Regions from separate parts of the Mus musculus genome. Here region 2 is linked to region 1. A link is a contact called in public HiChIP or PLAC-seq data. All regions are on one chromosome and are shown on one strand. The core of a region is the stretch at or near the end of the contact, and the rest is flanking DNA. Distances in the headings are between cores, read along the strand shown.

Region 1 (4,642 bases), core at 960-3,459:
AGCTTCAGGCAGCAACAGTCTTACTCCAAGATTGCCACACAGAGATGCAATCGATTCACTCCACTAAGGTCGAGGCCAGGTGTACTGGTCTGCACAGGGCCTGGCATCTTCACACTCTTGGTTCTGCAGAAATATCCAATGGATCTCTGACTTGGAATTCTGAGCAGTGAATCTGCTTTGGCACTGTACTTGGCTAGTCCCACTAGAGGGAGTTATCACTCTTGGGCCTGGCTTGAATGTCTACATAGCTCTGATCCTGAGACCCTGCCTGGAAGGTTTAAATGACCTTGGCAACTCCACTAGACACAGCGGTAGAGCATTCTGGTGGACAGCGTGGGCCTCCTGCCTCTCCCTGCATGCTGGCTGCAGTCTGCCTGAACACAGGTGCTACCACTATAGAGTCCAAATGGCAACTCCAGAGAATACCGGGTCTTGGTGCTGGGTGGTGGCCAGTGCTTTCCAGATTTGGTGTCTCCAAAGGTCACAGGTCAGGGTCCACTCATAGAAAGATGTGTCCATATGACCTTTATTTTTAAACCACCAAGAGAATTTGGTCACCCAGGAATGGGCCAAGACAACGACCCTCTGAGAGTGATCCCTATAGAGTCCTGGGACATTGGACTGGTTTTCTCCTTCCCTGGCCTTCAGATTTGTACCCTGTTGCTGTCCATTCATGGAGGCAAGGACAGTCTAGGAGAAAGGGCTCCAGCTCCTCAGTTCCAAGGCCAAGTCCATGACCTCTAGCTCTGTTCTGACTGTCACCAGTCAAGAAGCCTCCCTACCTGCAGGCTTTGTTGTCCTGGGGAATGGCACTTCAATGCCACCCACTCTGAGAGCTTAGCTGTAAGCTCTCTATGGAGGACCCAGCCCTGTTCCTGTGTGGGCCTCACTGACTGGCACCTGTAGTCTGTGAAATGGGTGTCTGGCCCAGGCAGCCCCTAACAGTAAAGGCTCCATCTGCTCTCTATCTGTTCTTCTCTATGGGAGAGGTTGTTGGCTCTTCTGGGGTTTTGGCTGCCTTCCTCTACGTGGAGTCTGCTGGCCCTCAACTACATGTCAGACCTACCATATGCAGGCAAGACTGTGGGTGGAGATGTGGGGGAACTGGCTAATCTGATTGAAGGGGGGGAGTGGCCACTGCCTGGAAAAAAGATCACTCAGCACCCTCTGCCCTGGTGTTAGTGTCTACCAGGGTCCTGGACCAGCTCTAGGTGCTCAGCTCCTTGCTTCACAATGGTTGCTTCATCTCTGTTGGCATCTCTCAACATGCCTACCCTACAGATGTAGAACTGAAGCTCAGCAAGTTGAAGTGACTCAGTTGGACTCACATGGCTGGATACATAGTTGCCATTGGTTATGGTGTCAGATTAGAGGCAGTAAGAAAGAGGGACTTTCCATCTGGAGAGTCCAGAAAGTTGCTAAAGCTGACACCAGATAGGACGTGAGCAGAGGACAGGGAGGAAGGACAGAGTGCCAGTGTCCATGGCAGAGTGGGAAGTGCCCCAGTGTTCTTGCCTACCCTGCAACAAGAGCTTTAACAGAGGGGAAGCTTTGGACACAGAAGGGCAGGGGATGGAAGAGCTCAGAACTGGATCCTTCCTGTAAGCCCTCCCAGTCACAGACACAGAGAAGAAACTTCCAATCCAGGGAGGGTCCTGTTTGGAGAGACCCTGGAGCTCAGAGCTGGATCTGCTGAGACCTGGAGCTAGTTATGAGCAGAAACCAAAAACAGGTTTGCTGATGAGTCATCTCCGGGAGTACCCAGCAAGAGGCAGGGGGGAATGTCCTCTTCCCTGCCCACCAGGCAGGGCCTGGCCCTTCCTGCTCCCACCACAAGCAGCTTGTGCCTCTCTTGCTTGCTTCCAACTCCAAGACCATTGAGCAGAGCAGCCTGCTGGATGACTTCCTGCATGGGCACCCACCCTTGTTGCTGTGTCTAGACAGCAGCTGCTGCCCATGTTGGTGGAGGGTCCAGGAGCGACACAGCAGGGGGCTGGGGACTGGCTAGAGCTATGTCTGAAATCTTGTTCAAAACCACAGGCAGGGTGAACTGGTTGGAAAATATTCCTTCCTGGAGACATTGTAGCCCTGCCTCCTTGAATCAGCCAGCCACTTCCTTCCTGTGTGTATCTTATACATGCTAAGGGGGTGGGCTCAGCCCTGGTGTTTTTTTGTTTCAAGGTTTTTGTCTGTGGTAGTCCTTTGGTGTGTTGTAGGGCACAAGAATGGGGCTGCTGCTAAAGGGACTTTGTCACAGGGTTGTGGGAACAGCTTGGGCTAGTGTGTAAGGTGAAAGCTTTTGACTGTGAGAGTGAGGAAGAGCCCTGGCGTCACGTCTGGATCCTCGTATGAGGCAGTTTCATCACAGACAGGTCACAGGAGCTGGCTCTGATTATTTTACAGGTAACTAACTGCTTAAGAAGGCCAAACTGCTTAGGGCGTCAAAGGCAGAGAGGCTAGACTGACTTCCTGCCTCCCACGCCTGAGCCCTTCCGGCAGTCAGTTCATAGGCCCTTCAACACTGGCTCAGATCCTGCTCTTACTAAAAATCCTGCCAGCTTATTTCCTGAGAAGCCAGGGCGCTTTCGGTTTATTAACATTTTCTTTCTCTTGGAGTGAACAGGGCTGCTCAGCAGCGGACGCACCAGAAGTAATACAAGTTACCTGGAAAACCTATACACATATGTGCATATATAAACACACACACACACACACACACACACACACACACACACTACGTGTTATGGTCTACAAGATGATACAAGTTTCAAGAAAAATCTGTATTCAGCCTACAGGTGATGACTTTCCGTTGGCATGTGTGCACGTTTGTCTGTCCCTGTAGATGTCTGTACATACACATGCCAGTGGCCTGACAGGACTTTTTGACTAAGCCATAGTGTGAAATTGGTGTGTATTCAATAGAAACCATACACTGAATAGTGAGTTTGGACTTTTTCTCAGGCTAGTGGTATATACTACAATCCCTTTTCATGATGCTGGGCCCCGGCTTTGAGCTGACACATCTAAGAACTAGAGACCAGTAGAGGAAACAGTCAGTCATCGCTGTGCAGTGCGTGCGGCTACGCTGGAGGTAGACAATCAGCAGAATTTTTTGGCGGGGGGTATTTTTCAAGATAGGGTTTTTCTGTAGAGCCCTGGCTGTCCTGGAACTCACTTTGTAGACCAGGGTGGCCTCAAACTCCGAAATCCACCTGCCTCTGCCTCCCGACTGCTGGGATTAAAGGCATATGCCACCGTGCCCGGCGACAATCAACACATTAATTGTACTTCACACATTTTTCATGTATGGTGATTTTTGAGTGAGTGCGCACACGTGTGTGTGTGTGTGTGTGTGTGTGTGTGTGTGTGTGTGTGTGTACACTTGATATCATTAGCATGAGCCAACACCCATCCCACAGAATTACAGATTGTCTGACTGAAACACTCTCCTTTTTACTGACATTCATCCACTGAACCAGCACTCGGTTCTGATTGGGTCTCACACTGAGGTCTGGCAAATAAAACCACAAATTGCACTTGTGGGGTCTCAAAAGCACTGTGCTTGTGGGGTCTCAAGGGCCCCCAGCACTTAGTCCTGTGCACCTATGCTCCACCCAGTCAAACACAAGCACTCTGGAAGGGAGGAGCCTCTCGCCTCAGGCTGTACCATATGAACTGAGCCTTGGGGGACACCCTCTTGCCCTTAGACTGGATTTTCTTTCTCTCTCTCTCTTTCTTTCTTTCTCTCTCTCTCTCTCTCCTTCCTTCCTTCTTTCCTTCTTTCCTTCTTTCCTTCTTTCTTTCTTTTTTCTTTCTTTCTTTCTTTCTTTCTTTCTTTCTTTCTTTCTTTCTTTCTTTCTTCCTTCCTTCCTTCCTTCCTTCCTTCCTTCCTTTCTTTCTTTCAGATTTATTTAATTATTTATTATATGTAAGTACACTGTAGCTGTCTTCAGACATACCAGAAGAGGGCATCAGATCTCATTACAGATGGTTGTGAGCCACCATGTGGTTGCTGGGATTTGAACTCAGGACCTCTGGGAAGAGCAGTCAGTGCTCTTAACTGCTGAGCCATCTCTCCAGTCCTAGATTGGAGTTTCTTAATGGATGAAGCATTTCTGAAGTCCCAGGTATAGCTAGAGATTGCACCTCCGAGACTTTGAGATGGCTTATTGCACCTCTAGCCCTTCTGAGTCTTTTTTCTTCTAAATGGAGGGTGGGGAGATACCACATGCAACTGGCAGCCTGCTCACATCTGGGAGCATCTGCTCACCATAACTTCACATGGTAGGAGTGCAGGTGGGAGAGGGCCTGCAGAAGACAAGAGTCTCTGACCTTGCAAAATATTCACTTCCTAGGAAAAAACCACAAACCTGTCCAGAGAGGATAGCCTGGGGCTCCACTTGCCCTGTGGCCATGGAGTCCTTTTATACCATGTCACGTGACAACATTGCCTGTCAGGAAAGAACCTGAGGACTAAGCCCTTTTACAAGTAGATATTTTCAGTCTGGTGATGGTAGTACATGCCTTTAATACCACCAGCTCTTGGGAGGCAGAGGCAAGTGGGTTTCTGAATTTGAGGCCAGCCTGGTCTACGGAGTGAGTTCCAGACAGCCCAGGCTATACAGAGAAACCCTGTCTCAAA
Region 2 (4,323 bases), core at 1,110-3,609, 470 kb before region 1:
CAGGTCAGCAAGTTTTTTAATGGGCATTGAACAAAAGACACTGCTATTTCTACGAAAAGTATACTACTCACAGTCAGGAACCGGGGTTAAAATCTTCCCCAGAAATGGTAGTAGTAGTAGTAATAGTAGTAGTATTAGTAGTAATTTCAAAGACTAATTCTTCATTAAGAAAATTCTTCAACCATATTCATAATCACATTTTTCCTAAGCATAGCTTAAGTTTAAAAGCTAATTAAAAAAAAAACAAAACTTGAGTATTTATAGTTAGGACTACATTGTTTTTTAGTGTCAGAGCACAGAATTGCTGAGGGGAGACCTGGCTGTCTAAAAACCAGTTCAAAGCGAAGGCAAAGTTCAACAGCTTCCAGACACTTGGTCAACACGCATACTGCTCCCCTGGCTGTCTCTGCTGTGCCTACGGTGGCGAATACCAACACGGAGCATGCACGGGGGCAAGGGTTGCTCAGTACTGCTTCAGCTCACTCTCAGGACCAGCAGAAAGGGTTCATCAGTAAACACTGAGGAGAAGACACTAACAAAAGCCAGAAAAAATATAACTCTAGTAGTCTACAAGAACTTTTAAGAGTTGGCATCTGCCATACGGAACCAAAGGCTGACGCTTTAACTGTTCATCTCTACTACACTTCAAGTTCCCACACTTGTGAAGTCGTAACTCTCTTATTAAAGGGATGAATTTGAGACTTTTTTTTTCTGACATACAAAACTGGTATTTGATCATAATTTAAGCTTAAGATAGATAGGCCTTCCTAAATGTCTGGTTATTTGCCCCAATAATCTTATTAAAACACCGATTTTTCTTTAATTATTGTGTAATTGCTACACAATTCAAAAATAGTAATCAAATAATAGTTTTTCTACATTGTAAAACTGTTTTCTATGAATCCCTACTTCTATTTGTAAGGTCTCCATCTAAGATAAATTTGTTCTTAACAAATGATTTCCAAGAGGCTCGAGCACACACACACACACACACACACACACACACACACACACGGGGATGCCTGGAGACATTCTGGTTGTACTGAGGATGTTAGCAGTTAGCAGAAGATGGGGGCACCACTATCATGGAACTGATAAGAGGCCAAAGAGGTAGGGATGGCTGTCAGCTCAGGACAGCTTCTCACAAGAATTGCCCAGCCTGAAAGGTCAATAGTGTCTCTACTGGGAAACAAAGTTCTAAACTGAAAGAAGCAAACTTGCAGACAGCTGACAACTTCAAAAGCCAATTACAGAGTCAGTCAATGTCTGCTAAGCTTTGTCATTATCTTAGAACACAGACATGCTTTTCATACTATCAAAACACATTAAAATGATTGGATTATTAATCATGATTTCATTAGGTGGTAACACATATGGAAAGCATAAGAACTTTCACTACCCAAGCAATTAGATTCATCTTTCAAAACTACCCTTTCAGGAGACAGAAAAGAAATGAGGTAGTTATTCTCTTGAAAGTCTTCTATTGTACTTTAAACTTTCCGAGACAAACATCAATTATGTCTAGCCAACTCTCTGGAGAAAGTTAAAAATAATGGAAAGGGAAAGAGAACTACACAATACCATTCCGTACAATCTCAGTCCAAGGCACATTCAAATTCTGAAATTTACCTGGCAAAAGGACCGGCTCCAGCTTTTTAATCTTCGGTTCGGAACTGATCTTATCGTCAGTCTGAAATACAGGAACAAAATAAAGCAAAATCCAAACACCGCCCTGTCACAAGATACTAAGGCAGATTTTCTAAGTGATGACACATGCAACAGACATATATCCCCTACTAAAAACTCTTTCAGGTCCAAATAGAGATCGTTTTAAGATCTTCTCGTCGACTTGAGAGCCTCACAATAAACATATTTACAACAGCCCAAGCCGCTTTCAAGAATTCACAGCTATGAGACAGGTAAGCTCTGCGAGGTGTCCACAGCGCTGCAACCATCTGGCAGTCACCGCAGGGTCGGTGCCCAGCCCCGAAGGAAGGAAAGAAATGCAGCTCCGGACGGTTCTACGATCTCGTCACACGGCAGGACTAGGGACCGCAGGACTTCGGCCAGAGAATGGCCGCCGCCGCGGAGCGCTACAAGTTTCTACTGCGCCCGTGGCTCCCGGGAGGCGCGCTTGCCGGCGACTCGTCTGGGTCCCGAGCCCCCCGCCGGGTCGCGAGCGCTTACCTGGGCCGGCGGCAGGAGGTAGGACCTGAAGCTGGGTCTGGGCGGCTTGAGAGAGAACATGGTGCCGCCGCCTGTGCGCCCCGGCCCTATGGCCGGTCAGAAGTCTCCCGGTTCAGCGTTCCCGGTGCAGCTGCCCAGGCCGGGTCTGCGGCCCGCCCCGCCGGGCGGACTGACGGGCGGGGACGGACCAGGCCGAGCGCCCGCCCGAAATAGGCGGAGCCTGGTGGAGCCACGCCCATCCCCGGAAGCGACTCGCGCGGAGCTGCAGTCAAAGCTTTCAGTCTCTAGGCGGTACTGTCACGGAGCGCGACGCTGGAGTGGGGCGCCACGGGGACCCGAGAGGCCATCTTGAGAGCGCGCTTCTACGGAGGCCCGCAGGGGTCACGGAGGATTTCACAGGCCTACTGCGACTCACGAGGGTCATGCCGGCTTCGCGAAGCTGCAATGGCCTGTGGTGGTCAGTGTGCACGGTAGCTGCTGTTCCAGGACCCGAGTCCTCCGGCATCTGCGATGGCTGCTATATTAAAGGAGGGAAGACTTTTCTTTCACCTCTTGCTACCAATTGATTTAACCACTGGTTTCCTTGAGGTTCTGAGGCTTGGCTTGTGCTGAGTGCCTGGGACAGATGATACTGGCTGGCAAACCAGAACCCCCAGTTTAGTTTTCTGATTTTATTCTTCTCGTTAAACTTTAAGTGAAAAGGGATATTAAGCAAGTTGTCTCCCCACGCCCCTTTCCATCCTCATTTATAAAGATGCTATTCAACAGGTAAGTTAACAGAATTCCAGGGAGAGAAGACCCCATCGCTGGTGGGAACCAAACACTGTTAAATTTCAAACCCTGGGACTAATAGGTCAGGTGCCTGTTTAACATATAGCATACCTGGCTTCCAGGTTCTCTCAGCATCCCTTAGTCCCTAGCTTTTATGGGACCTGTTATGGTTAGCATACCCAACCCTCTACCCAGGGACTCTCCAACCCAGGGACTGGGCTGCCCTTCCCCAGAGGCTCTTCTCTATAAAATCCAGTCATTTTGGTTATTTAATGACTGATCTCTTTCACCTTTTGCCCTCTTGGCTGCTACACCTTCTTCCTCTCTCTCCTCTCCCCCTTCCTGCCCTGCTCTCCTCACATGGCTCATGGTCAAGTCTACTCTGAACTCTCCCAGATTTCTCTGCCTCTGGCTATGATCTCCCTTTTATCTACAAAAAACTTTCTCCTCCACCATACCAAAGAGTAGTCATGTCCTTTCTTTTCTTTCCCTTTTCCCTTCATTCATACAGTAGGTTGTGGAAATGAGAATCTGCCACTTAGCTGCAAAGGGCTGTCCAACTTCAGCACAGCATAGGGTATGTCTAGATTTGTTGTGCCTCTGAACTGAAGTAGACTTTGGTGGGAGGGGGCCAGTGGTATTCCATGCCCCTATACTTTGAAAAATAGTGGTCCAAACTCAACATTTTATCATGAATGTCAGAGGGAAACTGACGTGAGCCCCAGAAATCACAGTCATCATGCAGACAAGTGCACTGACATCACTAATACTGTGTGTTCTTCAGCTTGTCCTGGAGTCAGAGCCCTGAATCTTTCTAGCTTATCTGTTTATAACACTTGACTGTATTTTGACATGTAAATTCAGTTGAACTACTCATGAAAAAACACTGGTACATATTTAACTTTTATGACGATTCTGTTACTTTTCTACCTTAAATGGATGTATTCCCTAAAAGTCTTCAAACACTTGTGCTCTTTTGGGGGGAGGGGGTGTTGTCCATATTTTCTTAGAATCTGCATCTTTTATGCATGTCAGCAAAAAAAACTGAAAAATGGGGGAACTCCAGATTTGTTATCTTTCTGGATAATTTTAAAATACCATATTCTGCATATCTAGTTGTACTAGTCCACTTAGGCACTTGGGTTACTGTCTGACCTACTGCTACTGATTCCTTTCTGACTGCATTAGGCTGCTCCAGGCACCCTAGTCTAGACAACAAAAATGTATTATCTCAGTGGTGGAGTCAGAGAAGCACAAGAGCAAGGCTCTGTAAAGATGGATTTTGAGTTTCCCTTCCCTTTTTCTTGCTGTGCTAGCAACTGAACGGAACTCCAGGCTCCCCAAGTACTTAGCAGGTGACTTATT

The links. HiChIP or PLAC-seq counts read pairs in DNA pulled down with a chosen protein or histone mark.
Region 2: an H3K27ac HiChIP or PLAC-seq map of regulatory T cells shows a contact between it and region 1, with 4 times the contacts expected there. The contact joins the promoter of Mtmr10 here to the enhancer-like site in region 1. A contact is called at or near these places in 2 of 39 promoter capture datasets (hippocampal neurons and pre-B cells), 3 of 484 Hi-C or Micro-C datasets (CD4 T cells, CD8 T cells and regulatory T cells), 8 of 115 datasets of contacts at active chromatin or transcription factors (T-cell acute lymphoblastic leukemia, bone marrow-derived macrophages, double positive thymocytes and 5 more) and 2 of 9 other capture datasets (adipose tissue and liver).

What each region holds. Positions count from the first base shown.
Region 1 is chr7:63,814,023-63,818,664 of GRCm38.p6, reverse strand. No RefSeq gene overlaps it. Among named protein-coding and RNA genes, the nearest start is that of Gm39023, 36 kb to the left of the region's middle. Within about 2 kb of position 2,209, at least 138 of the 459 cell types and tissues checked have an H3K27ac peak or open chromatin away from gene starts, as enhancers often do. A contact at or near this core is called in CD8 T cells, T-cell acute lymphoblastic leukemia, adipose tissue and 7 more, where this site is marked.
Region 2 is chr7:64,285,706-64,290,028 of GRCm38.p6, reverse strand. It overlaps Mtmr10 (myotubularin related protein 10), which reads right to left and starts at 2,359. Exons shown (of 16, transcript NM_172742.2): 1 at 2,188-2,359; 2 at 1,630-1,690. The coding sequence starts at 2,247.